Regions from separate parts of the Rattus norvegicus genome. Here region 2 is linked to region 1. The links are chromatin contacts, called in public Hi-C maps. All regions are on one chromosome and are shown on one strand. The core of a region is the stretch at or near the end of the contact, and the rest is flanking DNA. Distances in the headings are between cores, read along the strand shown. Region 1 has its middle 24 kb from the start of Ccnq. Region 2 holds the start of Lyrm9l1 (LYR motif containing 9 like 1).

Region 1 (3,038 bases), core at 186-2,685:
GAGTGCCGTGATATCTGAACACACAACACACACACACACACACTCACACTCACACACACACTCACACACACACTCACACACACATTCACACAAACACTCACACAGTCACAAACACACTTACACACTCTCACACACTCACACAAACACACACTCACACACACTCTCACACACACGCATACACAGTCTCACACACTCTCACACACTCACACGCACACACTCACACACACACACTCTCACACACACTCACAACAAACACACACACTCTCACACACACTCACACACACTCACACACACACTCACACACACATTCACACACACACTCACACACACACACACCAAACAAACTTAATTTAAATAATTTTGTGTAGAGTTTATCTTTTTATAGGTTCCTTAGTGTTTTGCCTACATGAATGTCTGTGTGAGGATGTCAGAAATCCTGGAACTGGAGTTGTAGACAGGTGAGAGCTACCATTTAGGTGCTGGAAATTGAACCTGGGTTCTCTGTAAGAACAGGCAGTGCTCACAACTGCTGAGCCATCTCTCCAGCCCATGAGACTTTATTATTTCTTTTTTTTTAAATATGTATTTATTTATTATATATAACTACACTGTAGCTGTCCTCAGATACACCAGAAGAGGGCATCAGATCTCATTGCAGATGGTTGTGAACCACCATGTGGTTGCTGGGATTTGAACTCAGCACCTCTGGAAGAGCAGTCAGTGCTCTTAACCACTGCGCCATCTCTCCAGCCCTATTATTTCTTTCTTGATAACTCGATGGCACCATTTTTTTTTAAGTGTGAACTTTGTAGATAACATCTCTGAGTCTCAATGTCAAAAGGCTGGATACCTGTCCAAGAATTTACAGTGTTCTCCAGTAAAGTATGGATCTGAGATCTGTCACTACAGAAATTATGAATTCATTGTTTCTTGGGTTTGTTTAATTCCAGTCCCTTCTATAAACCTGAAGCAGGAACATGGGCAAGCTTGTTGTGGCTGCTCACCCTGAGACACTGGCCATTGCATGTCCAATGGCAGCAATGGTCTATGGAACAGACTTTGAGAATAGTCTCTGGCTTCTCCACTCTCCTCAGATTACCAACCTCCCCTGTAACCACCCGAGTCATAGGTCCTGTGAACTAGGGTGGTGCCACCAGGGCTTCAAGCACATGTGGCCTGGGACATGGAGAGAGTTCACTGGAGGTGCCTTCTGGTTACCCTTCTGGTCCCTAGAGCCAGCAGCTCCTACCCTAACAGATGATCTTCTGCCTTCAGGCGCTTCCTGCCTCCCTGACTCGCAGCAGCCCTATCAGAGAAGCCACCGCAGCCTGCCTGCCTGCTTCCGGAGAGACAAGAGACGCAGAACTGAGAGAGTAAGAGCCCCCTGAGACAGCCTTGGTTGGAAGGGAGGCACCTAAGGCTGTGTTTAGCAGGATGCATGCTGGGGAATCAGCCTTGCAGGGAGAAGGCATCCAACAGCTTGCAAGGCAAAGAAACAAACACCTCTTAGCACGAACCGCCTTCACGAGCGCATGGCGTGTGAAAGAATCCACGTGTCTCAGCACCACAGCACCCACCCAGGTGACACCTAAAGCAGCAACAGCCACCACCGCCTCCACCCCCAACAGCCCAGAGTCATGTGAGAGGCACCAGCCTTTGCCTGTCATCGCCCGAAAACAGAGCCAGCCTAACTGGCACATTTTGTCCAACACAAAGCCCCAATGAGAGAGGGAAAAAAAAAATAGGAAGAAATGTAAGATGCCCAGACTGGGTCAAGTCGGGCTGGAGGGACCTGTGTGGTAATAAAGCCTTGTAATACCTTGTGGTGCATATTCGCTCAGGCCAGACATCTTCCTTGTAAAGGACCTAGGCTAATGTCCGTGGCTAAAAGGGTGTTTATGTGCACGTTTGTGTCTAAAATAACAGATGGCGACCCATCCCTGTGATCCCAGAGCTCCAGAGGCAGATCAAGTTGGGCTACATACAGAATCCCAGGCCCACCAAAGTTTCTATAACAAGGCCGTCTCAAAATTAGACAGGCTTTACAGTGGCTAAGGGCATTTACTGCCAGCCCTAGAGACCAGAGTTCTACTTGCAGCCCACATCGAGGAAGGAGTGTACAAGTTCCACAGCTGCTCTCTGATCACACTCACTGCTTATATACACAAAAGAAATAAACATTAAAAACACATAAAACTCAAATTGTTGCCTGGCATGCCTTTAATCCCAGCGTTTTAGGAAGCAGAGGCAGGCGGGTCTCTGTGAGTTCTAGGCCAGTTTGGTCTACATAGTGAGTTCTAGGTTGGCCAGGGCTTCGTAGAGAAACCCTGTTTCAAAGAAATAAACAGATACGCCCAATTGTTTCTACCACCACAAAACAAAACAAAACAAAAACCCGTCAGCCTGAACAAATACATACATAAGCTAATTAACAATGGCCGGTTTTAGATGTCTCTGAGTGGCTTGTACCGTGTATATGCTTTGCTGCTAGATACTCCGGTATATGGGAGAAGAGACAAGAACACGAGAGAAAGGCAGACGGGAAGGAGGCATAGAAACAGTCTCTAGGAAAAAACCCTATTTTGTAGGATTGATTATCAACACTGGCATCAGTGACTGCTTGTCTTTCTGGCTTTCACCTACCCTGGAATAGGTTCTCCTGGCAAACAATTTCCAGCCCTGTCTGGTGATGCTATATATACTGTACAATAAATAGGACAGGGTCCAGCACGATAACCAGAGGGCAAAGCAATGAGTCATCTATCTCCCCAGGCCGAGGTTCCAGGCTCTTACTGCTTTGATCATGACTCTGGAATGAAACCACAGTAAAGTCTTTAGCACTTGCTAGTAGGGTACTGAGTACCACTCCTCACTAACACTTTTTTTTGTTGTTTGTTTTTTCTCAAGACAGGGTTTCTCTGGGTAACCCTGGGCTGTCCTGGAACGCACTCTGTAGACAGGCCAACCTTGAACTCAGAGATCCACCTACCTCTGCCTCCCAAGTACTGGGATTAAAGGTGTGTGCCGCTAAACCAGGC
Region 2 (2,748 bases), core at 108-2,607, 56 kb before region 1:
GAGAAACAGCGGATTGATTGTGTTCGGACCAGTTCCATGAACAATGACCCTGTCAACTCCCCTGACCTGAGAATTCAAGGAATGCAGCCCAGACTGCATTCTCTGCTCAGACCTTCGTGACCCTGCATCCACTTCAAAGTACCTTTCTCCATAAACTATTATTAAGTTGGCGTCCCCATCTTGTACTATCTAATACAGAGTCCCAGTTGGCCACACAATCTCTTCGATGCCTGACTTATTTAAGTCATCTCTCTTTAATGAAAGCACAGAAACAATCACACACCAAGACAAAGAGAATTGGTCTGGACTATCCTTAGCATAGTTCATCCATGTAACTAACATCTTCCCAAGCATCTGAGTGTACAGGGTCTGGGGACCACTAAGAAGACCAACACCTTATTTATCCAGAATCTTCTACAAAGCTGATGTCATATTTGATCACCTCATCACCCAGAGGCTAATTAGTTCATTATGACAGCTTTTCACATATTACCTCATTAAACAAAATATTATAGAAGGTATTGTTGGCCCCATTTTAGATAAAGAAAGCAAGGCTCAGAGAAGCTTTGATTTGTCAGTGGCCAAATAGCTGTGGACAGTTAGGCAGGGAACTAACCATAAGTCTCTTTGATTCAGAAGCTCACAATCTTACTTGCATCCCTGACATCTGCTAAACGGGTATATCTAAGAATGCTAAGGTTGGGACAGGGGTGTAACCCAGTGTTAAGAGCAACTCCCAAACATGTGTGAATCCCTGAATTAAGTTCCCAGAACTAAAACAAAATACCCCATCCAAAAAGAACTCTCCTGGGCCTATGCAAAAACAGCCTCAGTCACTGATAAGCTTACTTGACCATTATTCACAACTTAGCCACAAATCTTTGTTCCAGACCTTTCAGAAATACAATGGCATTGTAGCACTCTCTCAAACATAGATGGAAAAGAAATCAGACTAATGTCAATTACACACACACACACACACACACACACACAATCTTACAGAGATAGGATGACTTAGACACAGGCCTTACAATCTGAGTTCAAGCACCTGGATCCCACAAGGTGGCAGGAGAGTACCAATTCCCAAAAGTTGTCCTCTGACATCCACACCTGACAACGCACACTCATTACACCCACTCACAAAACTGAATGGGTCTGGTGACAGCTCCCTGAAAAAGCACTCAGGAGGTAGAAACAGGAAGCCTGGGAGTTCAAGGTTCAGTCTAAGCTACATAACAAGGTCAGCCTGGGCTATCCAGGATCCTGTCTCAAAACTGAAACAAAATGGACGTACAAAATTTAAAGAACATGACCTATTGGGGGGTGAGGGAGGCTAAAGGGAACTTCCTGGGTGCCAGGTGACATGGCTGGCACGGTGCTAAGAAAGAACTCAGTGACAGGTAAGCTCAATGCTCTCACCACTCACCTGTGTCCTAACATGGGTCACCTAAAAATAATTGGAAAAAGACTCATACATTTAAAAAAGTAATGGAACTGCAGAAAATAACCCGAAAATTACACCCAATTGAGTGCTGATAAAAGCTAAATTTAAGCCTGCACCAGCCATTTTTTAAATATGCAATTAATCTTCATGATGGAGAAAGTTGAAAATAGGAATGGTTTGCTCCCTGCCCCCGCCCACCCTAGGGCTCCATCTGGCATATTTATGTTCTTCCAACAATCCTGCCTCCCCTCGTCCCTCTCCCACATAGCCAAGGTCAGCCCAGCCTCCCTACATTCCTACTGGCACACCCTTCAGTCCCAGCTTTGCGTCCACCCCTGTGGGAGGTGAGGATGCTGGAAATGAATCCTGGGGCTTGACCGTGCCTGACAACCTTTTTACCACTGGGCTGTTCCTAGCTCCCGATGAGCAGCTAAACTAATCAGTCTCTTCCTGGCCAATTCCCACGTGCCACCCAAGGATATTTCACACTTTATCCTTCTCTTTCTTTGGCCCCTATTATCTTATACCCAGAAGACAGGTATGTAATAGTAAGGACTTCAAATGAGTCCCAGGGGGCATCACTGGGTGCATAGAAAGATAAAATCTGATCCAGGCAGACCTCGGAAAATTATTCTGTAATAAAGAGAATGAAGCGCTTACATATGCTACCACGTGTGAGCCTTTAAGGAGGCATGTAAGACGCAGGAAATAACCAGAGCTACATATGATTAGTTCTATTTCTGTGAAATGTTCAGAACTAACAACATCTATGGAAAGCGGCTAAGTGATTGCCTAGTGCAGAGAAAAGGGAAGACACTGGAGAGGAGTGTTGCCAGCTAATGGAGATGGTTCTCTTTGAAGGTAAATGTCCTAAAATAGACAGTGGCGGTGGATGCACACCTGCGCACGCACATTCTAAAGGTTATTAAACGTGTGCAATTTAGCACTGGCCGGGAATCCCAGTATTTCTGGGAGGTTGAGGCAGGAGGATTAAGAGTTCAAGGTCGGGGCTGGAGAGTTGGCTCAGCGGTTAAGAGCACTGACTGCTCTTCCAAAGGTCCTGAGTTCAATTCCCAGCAACCACATGGTGGCTCACAACCATCTATAATGAGATCTGGGGTCATCTTCTGGCCTGCAGGCACACATGCAGACAGAAAGCTGTATGGATGTACATAATAAATAAATAAATATTTTTTTTAAAAAAAGAGTTCAAGGTCAGATTGGGTTATATATTGCAAAGACCAAAATTATTCCAGTAACAGGATGTTCCTGCACGTCTCCTCTTTGAAAACCATAGAACTGAG

Evidence for each region. Hi-C and Micro-C count contacts between places; a contact is called where the count stands out from the background.
Region 2: a Hi-C map of prefrontal cortex shows a contact between it and region 1, with 2.0 times the contacts expected there. The contact joins the promoter of Lyrm9l1 here to the enhancer-like site in region 1. A contact is called at or near these places in 2 of 12 Hi-C or Micro-C datasets (Schwann cells and prefrontal cortex).

The regions. Positions count from the first base shown.
Region 1 is chr10:64,168,333-64,171,370 of GRCr8, reverse strand. No RefSeq gene overlaps it. Among named protein-coding and RNA genes, the nearest start is that of Ccnq, 24 kb to the right of the region's middle. Within about 2 kb of position 1,435, at least 13 of the 93 cell types and tissues checked have an H3K27ac peak or open chromatin away from gene starts, as enhancers often do. A contact at or near this core is called in prefrontal cortex, where this site is marked.
Region 2 is chr10:64,224,083-64,226,830 of GRCr8, reverse strand. It overlaps Lyrm9l1 (LYR motif containing 9 like 1), which reads left to right and starts at 1,357. Exons shown (of 2, transcript XM_039087352.1): 1 at 1,357-2,305; 2 at 2,742-2,748. The coding sequence starts at 2,284. The region is part of intron 1 of Lyrm9 (LYR motif containing 9); the gene reads right to left.